2 separate regions of the Arachis hypogaea genome follow, and region 2 is linked to region 1. The links are chromatin contacts, called in public Hi-C maps. All regions are on one chromosome and are shown on one strand. Each heading gives the region's core, a stretch centred on a gene start, on an enhancer-like site or on the middle of the called end of the contact. The rest is flanking DNA. Distances are from core to core; before and after follow the strand shown. Region 1 has its middle 23 kb from the start of LOC112755994. Region 2 holds the start of LOC112755998 (mitochondrial adenine nucleotide transporter ADNT1-like).

Region 1 (4,918 bases), core at 1,099-3,598:
ATTATAAGACTATAAGTTAATGTTTTATGTTTAAAATGCATAAGATTTTAGACTAATGTATAATATTGTGTTATTTATATTGATTTAAATATTTGGTGTTATTAGACAATATTAGTATTGATTATGGTTATGCTTTAATTTTAGAGAAGAGTTGGTTTTTGTTATATTTTTCTAAGTAAATTTTACCATGTCAAACAATGGTTGGAGTCTTGAAAATTTGGATATTTTCACATGCTAACTTATAAGAAGGTATCAAGATAATGTAGACGGTCCGGTTTTCACCCAGTTTTTACCCGGTATAATCGTGACCCGAACGTGTATAGATTTCATCGAGTTTATGGCCGGGTTCGGATCTAACAAATATGCCCGATATATATTTCGGATCGGGTCTGGGTCACATCAAACCCAATTTTACCCGAACCATGCACATCCTAGATGAGTCCAACAAATCCAATTCAATTCATTCCAATTACATATTTATTAATTTCGATTCTTTTTTGAGTATGTACAAATAATATTATTGATAATAATGTGCTGTTAATAACTTTCTTTTAGGAAGAATAACAATTAAATGTTAATTTTGTTACAGTTAAAATACATATAAAATTAATTAAGCTCATCTTTGATTGTAAAGTTAAACATAGAAAGTATTATTGTTTATATTCGACTAAAAAATATTAATTCTATAATACAATCAACAAAATTAAAGGAAAAAAGGAACAAGATGAGTGGATGAATATACACGTATAGATGAAAGTTTGTGTCCAAAAAAAAATTAATACAATAATATTAGAGAACCACCATTCAACCAACAATTTAGTCAACAGTATTGGATTGACAAAAAGAATGCAATAAAAAGATAAGAACCACATTTTTTAAAAATTATTCTTTTATTTTCTTTTTCTTTTTTCTTCTTTAATTTTCAGCACTACAATTTTACCCACCACTGGTAGTCTAGTACTAATGTCAGCCACCAGTTGTCCCTCACCATAAATTTTAAATTATAAATCTTAAATTTTAAATTTTATACTCTAAATTAGTTTTATGATAAAGTGATAGTTTTAGTAATGTAATAAAGATATTTAAAATTAAAGAACAAAAAATACTAAATTTGCACTAAACAATTTTTTTTTCAATTTTTATATATAATAAATTTTAAAATAATTCATATAAAATTCCTAGTTGTGTGTTAAAAAAAATTAACTCGAATATATTATGTTTGGCTATTATTTTAAAAATTACATTATGATTTTTTACAAAGAATTAATTTTAAAATATTAATTAACACAATAATATATATATATATATATAATAGACGACATAGTTGAATATTAACAAATAAAATATAATAAATATTAATATTGTGGTGATAATTAATATTAAATTTCTAAAATTACCTCTAGATCAAACGAAAACATTAATACATTATTCATACATATTTGGTTCTAGAAAAAAGGCAAGACTTTAAAAATAAAACAATAAAATTTAAATGTAAGACTTAATTTAAATCTCTCACCGCTAAATCTTTTTTCGTTTTCTAAATCTGTTACTTCAAATATTTTGTTAATAATAAATTATTTTCGGTTGCTAAGATAGTAGTTTTTATTCCATTAATATATACTATCCTCATTGTATCAAGTATCATACATATAGCCAATGAGTTATAGCTCAAATGGCATAATCTTTCCATACTCAATTAAGAGGTTACGGATTCGAGTCTCCTATCTTTAGTAAAAAAAAAAAAAATATCATACATATAAAAAACATTATTGCTTGACTTTTCTTTCTTTGTTGAATGATTATTATATGGTAGTAGTTCCAGCAAAATAAATTATACTGAAGGAAAGTTTGCTTAATGTAAAGTTATAAACAAATATTCACACTTCATAGTTCATAAGAAAATTTGATCATAAATTTTTTGTCACACTTTGTTTGTTCACTTCTTCTGCTAATAATAATAATAATAATAATAATAATAATAATAATAATATAATTATTATTATTATTATTATTATTATTATTATTATTATTATTATTATTATTATTATTATTATTATTATTATTTGTCCTAAAGAGACCCTAAAACAAGAAATAAAATTACCAAAAATCCCACTACAATCAGAATATATATAAATATTTGTTAGAGGAGATTTTTTTTTAGGTATTTTCTATTTCAGAAGATCAATGATTAATTTATCTCAAATTTTTATTTAAAAATTTGTTGTTGGCCAATAAATCAAGATTTGAACCTTTAATACTTATTTAAGTGGATTAGTAAAGATAGACCAATCTATTTAATTAGAGAAATTCTTTTAAACTTAATGGGCCACCATGGATAAGCCCAAACTTGAATCCACTGGACATAATATTAAATGTCGCAAATAAGATACAACGTACTACCGTCCAAAAAAAAAGCTACAATATACCGATTGTTCTAAAAAGAGGCAAAACCTTAAAAAAAAAAGTTCCACTTAAAAAATTTAAAGATATCACTAATGAAAATTCATATCGATCACACATCAACAAGAATTAAAAAAAAAAAAATGCTTATAAAGATTAGAACTTAAACTCAAATTTTTTTATTAATCAAATATAATTGTGCAAGCTTAACAAACCAAAAACAAAAATATTATTCGTATATTAAAATTAGCCACTAAAATCAATTATTAATGTATTTGTGTATAAATATATTATATATATGTAGTTTAATTTATTTTCGTAATGTGTATTTATATTCTAACTGGTGACTAATTTTAATATATACGTAGCATAATCCAATAAAAAAAAGACACATACATTTGTGCATAACAAGGACTCATAAAAAATAAGCTAAAACCCTAATTAATAAGATAATTTCTAAATTAAATTCTTAAAAATTTTTTTTAATAAAATAATAAATAAAATATCATAAATATTAAATCTCGTCCTAAATTCTAACATAACTCATGAACTTATATGTATATTTCAAAAATTTTATCAATCACAAAAATATATAGTAATCATGTTTTTTCTTCACATAAACTTATAACAATAATAAAATATCGAATTATTTATCGCATATACTACAGTTATTTGAATTATAAGTAATTGAATTATAAAATTATTTTTTTATCTCTTTTTTCTTTTTTCTTTTTCTTCTCATCGTTACAATTTTACCCACCATTACCTATCACTACTATCAGCTAATTATTGTCCGTCATCTTAAGTTTTAAATAAAAAATTTTAAATTTTAAATTCTAAATTATACATTTTATATTCTAAATTAGTTTTATTTTTCTTTTAAATATTTTTTAAGTTGATTTTTTTATGTTTTAATTCTTTTAATTTTAGATAATTTGTTAGTTATCAATTATTGACTACTTTGTTAGTTAAAAAGTATTGACACCAAAACTTTTTCTATAGTGTTTTTTATGTTGAAATTTGTTTTAGAGGTCAAGATAGAGAAGTCAAATTCTAATTTTTGTCATATAATTTTTAATATTATATTATGAAACTGCTTACACTAAAAATATTATATCTAACGTAGTGTTTGTTTAGGTTCAAAACTGGAAAGTAAACCTTGCAATGGAGATTTTTGTTGCTAAACATAATAAAAAGAAAGATTATATATATGATGTGAAGCCGTGAAGGGAAGGTTTAATTATTAATTATTTTTTTATTTTTTATAATATTTCTCAACTCGACAAGTTAAAAATTGGTTCGTCGTGAATTTGAGTTTTATTTAAAAATTTATTATTGGCCAATAAATTATTAAATACAGATCATAAATTCAAATCTTGACGGACGAGTTAGCTCACCACTCCACATCTCCAGCGGTTAAATTATTACTTAAATAGCTATCAAATGGGATAATATGATGGCCCATATCCAGACTTTATAGAGTGAAAACATGAGAAGGGTACAGACACCGTAACCACTCACGTCAACTTGACAACCCTCCACTATCAATTTATCTCCTAATTTCTAATTTATATTGGGACTAGTACATGTTAAATTAAGAATAATAAAAATAAATTCATAAAATTCATCACCAATATAATAACCAAAAAATAAATAATCTACCGTCTCATCATGCCGTATATATATTTATTTTAATTTTGAGAAATTCACTCAAGATTATTATTTTTGCAATTATAAGTTTCACATTTAGGTAAATAAGTTGAAATGATTGTTAGTAAAATAAGAGAATTGATATTATTAATTATATAATAGTATTAAAAGTTTAACAATATCAATAAATATTTAAATCAAATTAAATTATTCTTAAATAACCCGAGGTTTTGCACCTCTTTCTTGCATCCATGATTAGTTATGTATATGTTATGTTAGCTAGAGTTATGGAACTATTTCTTCCATTCTAGAATTTCGTTCAAGAATTAGCATAAGATGAAAAATCTTTTATATTAGGACTTAAGTTCTTTAACTCTAATAACAATAGATTTTAGAAATGTAATTGTCCTACGTTCTTGTACTCGTCATCACCATTACCATGCATATATAGATAGTTAGGTGATATTTTGTTGACAATGCCTAAACAACAGTGTGATACTTACAAAATCATTTAAAAATTATCTAAAAAAACATAGCAAGCTGTATAATTTACAATTAGATATATAATTTATTGATAAATTTTCCGATCCCAAAATATTATATATCAAACAAAATTTGACAATGTCACCAAAAAAAAAAAAAAAACAAAATTTGACAATTTCAATATAAAAATACAAGCCACCAAAGAATTGGCCATTTTATAAAGATAATGCTATAATAAAAAAGTGAAGTTTTTGTGAAAAATAAAAAAAATATTATATACTATAATTATATTTTTTAAAATCTAATAAAAAAAATTATTTTTCACTCAATTTTACCGAAAATTATTTTTCTTATGGAAAAGTAGTTGGTGTTTTGGGAGAATATT
Region 2 (4,918 bases), core at 940-3,439, 75 kb after region 1:
ATTTAAAAAAAAAAAGATAATGAAAGAAAATATAATCAAGCTAATTTGATGATGGTGCTAAAAAGAGTTGTTTTGGTATAGTAAAACAAATTAAAGAAGGGCAATATTTATAATGTGAATAACCATCATGATTTTCACAAAAAAATTAATAATAATGAAGAAGAACATAAAGATAATCATGGTGTACAATTAAGATAGGACTGTCAAACAGGCTAGCCCGGCCCATTTAGGCCCGGCCCGTTAAGCCCACGGGTTAAACGGGCTAGCCCGTTTAAGTCCACTTTATTCGCGGGCCAGAATTTTCTAACCCGGACCGTTTATGGTCAGTCCGATGGGTTAAACGGGCCAGCTCGTTTATCATTTTATTTTATTTTTTGAAAAATATTTTGACAAAAAATACCACTTTTAGGTCAAAAACCATTAAAAAAGAATATTTTTTTTAGTTGATGGGTCGAATTTTCGGATCAAATCGGGAGAAATATTAGCTAAAAGTGCTACTTTTTTAAAAAAAATGTAAAAAAAATTAAACGGGCCACCCATTTAGCCCGCGGGCTAGCCCGTTTAGCCCGTCATTTTTTCGGGTTAATCGGGCTCAACCCGTTTAGCCCAAAATTTAAACGGGCTTAATTTTAGAGGAAAAGTCCGCCCATTTAAACGGGTAAACGGGCTGGCCCGATGGATTTAGCCCATTTTGACGGCCCTAAATTAAGATGATTGGCTGAAAGAAAATCATGATAGATAATTGAAATTATGAGTAATGATATTGTACACACAAAAAAAACCAGGTAAAATTTACGAATTTAAGTGACACATGTAACTAAATATGAAAGAAAAAAATAATGATGTGAATAGTAAAGTAGATGTGAATAGTAAAAAAAGAACAAAAATGTATGATTCAAAGAAAGGTTAAACTATCAAGTAGAGTACAAATTCACTAAAATAAATTAGTATAAAATAGGTGACAAAATATTGATTGAACTATTTTATGTGTAAAATAAATGAGAAGTCACTCAAACTAATTCAATACTTCGAAGTAACAACGAAATATATAATGGAGTGAAAATGTTAAATTGTGTTTAAGAATATAAATTTGAGTTATCATAGCAAGTTCAATATTAATGGATATATGGTTTGGGTGCATTGAGTTATAATAATTCGCTTTATGTTTAGGTATATAGGATCATAGTTGAAAAAACCGGACCGGACTGGCCGGTTCAACAAGAAAATCGATAAACCAAACTTTGCACCGGTCCGGTCCGAGGTTAGGACCGTTCAAGGCAGAGAATTGAAATGAACCGGTTGAACTCATAACGAACCGGCTAAAACTAGCCAAATCCGGTGAAAATCGGACCGAACCGAATCGGTTGAAAATTTTTCAAAATGGTTCACATAAGATTCAAACTCCTCTCTCCAGGGTTGCATGAAGGACAATCTGACCACCAAGCTACATTGCTTTTGACTAATACATATCCAAATTATAATACATATAGCAATTTTCTATTTACTTATATTTAATTAATTTTAATTTTAAAGTCATTAATTTTTAAATCAATTATATTTTATTTAAATATAAATTTTATTAATATATATATATATATATATATATATTAAAAAGATAAAAAAAATTATTAATCATAATTTATTTTTTCTTTCATGATTATATGATATCTATTATTCTATTAATATTATTTTTTCAATAAATATTTGTAGTATATAATAATAGGTAAAGACTCACATGCAGATATGAAGTTGATAGTTGAAAATTGTTAGATGATATTTAGTTAAACTTGTCAAATTATCTAACTGTTTTTAAATATCAACTTCACATAAAAATTAACTGTATGTAAGTTTTTACTTATAATAATATAATAATACAATAAATATAAATTAATTAATAAAATATTAAAATTTAAAAATAATAATTATTTTTATAAAAATAAAATAAAAATATTTATAATAAAAAATAATTAAATTTTATATAATTATTTAATTATACTGAATTAATCGGTTCGACCAATAATTCATCGATTGAACCAGTAATTCAGTAACCTCATCAGCTCGATCGCCCATTCGGTTTTGACAATTATGCTCACAAGTCGCAAGTTATGACTTATGAGTTATGACCCAGACGCGCGCGCATATAACAGCCCCTTTTCAAAAGGAAAGTCCGCGAACAAGCACACAAATATTTCATTTCTTCTCATTCTCATTCTGTTATACCCTTTCTTTTCAAACGCTACCTCGCTCACCATAGCCCTCGGAGTTCATCTCTCTCCGTACGTCATTCTTAGGGTTCTACCTTCAATGGCGTCGCAAGATTCGCTTCCGAAGACCGCCGACTCTTCGAAGCTTGCCGATCATCATACTCTTCTCAGCATCTGCAACTCTCTTGCCGCTGGTGGAATCGCAGGTGGAGTGTGAGTGTCACTTCCTTTCCACTTTATTTTTTGCTTCTTTCTTTCTTTTATATATGTTTCTGTTCTCTTTTATTGTTCTGATTCTTTTTCTTCTGATTTTGCGATATTTTTTATATTCGTAGTGATTTTGAGCTGGTTTTGGTCTCGAATTTGCTGTTTTCTTGAATTCAACTGTCGTTATTGTGCTTATGTTGCTCTTGCTTTGAATCTTAGAGATCATGAAATCGCTTGTCGTAATCTTTTGCTAGGACTAAGCCTTACATTGAAATCTGAATTGTCTGTGCTATTTAGTGGTTTCTGAATGACTTCCGTGTTTATTGGAGAATATTCATTGTAATGAAATCTTGCTGAGCCCTTTCAGTGCATTATTTCCTTCCTTTCTGTATTTCAAGTTCGGGTCAGTAAAGTTCCATTAGAAATGCCAGAGAAAGTACTGTATTGATTATTAGAAGATAATGTACGTGAGACATACATAAGTCGCTTAATATCTAGGAAAGATAAATTCCTTTACGTATTCCTTGCTATCAAATGCTTCTGAAATATTCCGCTTCAAGCATGTGAAAGGAATAATGAAGGGAAACCTTGATTTGCAAACTAGTTTATTTATAAAGTGGATTTACATCTTAAAGGGAACATAGTAGCTGGAAAGATCTACTGGACATGTGAATGTGTTAATATTAAAAAATAAAAATGTCAGTAAGGTTACTAGTATTTCTCATAAACATTATGAAACAGGCTAATAAATAGATATAGCGCCTTTTATTTTTTTCCCTTGACATAGATGGAGCATATTTTCAACTCATGATGCACATACATGAGATTAATTTTGATCTTGAATTATGCTAAGGGGAAGCATTTAAGTATATTTAGTTATTTACTTTCTTTAATAGGTCGCGAACAGCTGTGGCTCCTTTGGAGAGATTAAAGATTCTGCTGCAGGTAGTTCGCTTTAAGATTCTTAGTTTCTTACTACTAAATTTTTGGTTGTAACCATTCTCTCCATCGCTACTTCCTCATCCCAACCGACCTTCCAAATAGATTTTTGTTGCATTTATGTAGGAATGTTGCATCTAGCATTTTCTTCAATGCTATGAGGATTATCGCTGTCTATTAAACACTGTCTAGATGTATCACTCTTTTTCATAAAGAACAGGAGAAAGTGTGTGGATAGCCAGTGCAAGAATGTAGATAAATATGCCTTTGACTAGGGAGATTGTTTTCATTCTATACTTTTCTGATTATAGGTTAATAAAACCAAGTGTTTTTTGAAAATGCAGGTCCAAAATCGTGACAATATAAAATACAAAGGAACTATTCAAGGCTTAAAATATATATGGAGAACTGAGGGTTTTAAAGGGATGTTTAAAGGAAACGGAACTAACTGTGCCCGTATTGTCCCAAATTCGGCAGTGCAGTTCTTAAGCTACGAGGAAGTATCTAGGTATGTTTTTTATCTTCCGATACTTATCCTATTTCTGTTGTCATTGTGTTAAGCCAATAGCAGTCTACCTGAAACTGTTGCTTAATACTAATGCAGGGGTATTTTGTGGCTCTACCGGCAACAAACTGGAAACGGTAAAATGAAAGCACTTCTCTTTGGATCACTCTATCATGCATCTGAGCATCATTAGAACATATTGTTGTTTTGTCCATTTATAATTTTCTTAACCGAGATGCATCTATCAATGTTAGCATTACTCTTGAATCATGTGTTGCTGTCTAGCTTGTTTCTGGTATTGATGGCCATTTGCAACCCCCCCCCCCCCCCAAAAAAAAAAAACAGAAGCAACTCAGCTCAGTCCTCTTATGCGTCTTGGAGCCGGCGCATGTGCTGGAATCATTTCCATGTCTGCAACTTACCCTATGGACATGGTGCGAGGTCGGCTAACTGTCCAGGTATTATTAAAAGGAATTCCTTAAAATTTTTGCTTCATTTGTAATTATTTCTAATAGTGTTGTTTATGGAAGATGAGTTAGCATAGTGAATTGTTTATTTTTCTGGCTATATTTTTTTAATTTATTTTCAACAATTTTGTAGACAGAGGCATCCCCACACCAATACAGAGGAATTTTTCATGCTCTGTCAACAGTTTTCCGGGAAGAAGGCCCTCGAGCCTTGTATAAAGGATGGTTACCATCAGTCATAGGAGGAGTTGTATGTACTATGTACACAACTTTGTTTATTCTTGAATTAAGTTTGTGTTAACCTTTATTGTACTACATCTTGGAACCAAAACTTTTGTTCATATCATTCTTTATGCTCTTAAAAAATTTCTCTATTTTCATCACCTTCATTAATATACTTTGTTTTGGCGCTTTGCAGATACCATATGTAGGTCTCAATTTTTCAGTGTATGAATCTTTGACGGACTGGTTGATTCGATCCAATCCACTTGGAATAGCTAAAGACTCTGAGCTAAGTGTTACCACAAGGCTTGCATGTGGGGCAGCCGCTGGCACTGTTGGTCAGACAGTGGCTTACCCCCTTGATGTCATTCGCC

Evidence for each region. Hi-C and Micro-C count contacts between places; a contact is called where the count stands out from the background.
Region 2: a Hi-C map of leaf shows a contact between it and region 1, with 2.8 times the contacts expected there. The contact joins the promoter of LOC112755998 here to the enhancer-like site in region 1. A contact is called at or near these places in 2 of 8 Hi-C or Micro-C datasets (both in leaf).

The regions. Positions count from the first base shown.
Region 1 is chr6:115,071,578-115,076,495 of arahy.Tifrunner.gnm2.J5K5, forward strand. No RefSeq gene overlaps it. Among protein-coding and RNA genes, the nearest start is that of LOC112755994, 23 kb to the left of the region's middle. Within about 2 kb of position 2,349, at least 1 of the 3 cell types and tissues checked has open chromatin away from gene starts, as enhancers often do.
Region 2 is chr6:115,146,503-115,151,420 of arahy.Tifrunner.gnm2.J5K5, forward strand. It overlaps LOC112755998 (mitochondrial adenine nucleotide transporter ADNT1-like), which reads left to right and starts at 2,190. Exons shown (of 8, transcript XM_025804374.3): 1 at 2,190-2,417; 2 at 3,308-3,356; 3 at 3,695-3,858; 4 at 3,955-3,992; 5 at 4,201-4,313; 6 at 4,456-4,572; 7 at 4,741-4,918. The coding sequence starts at 2,305.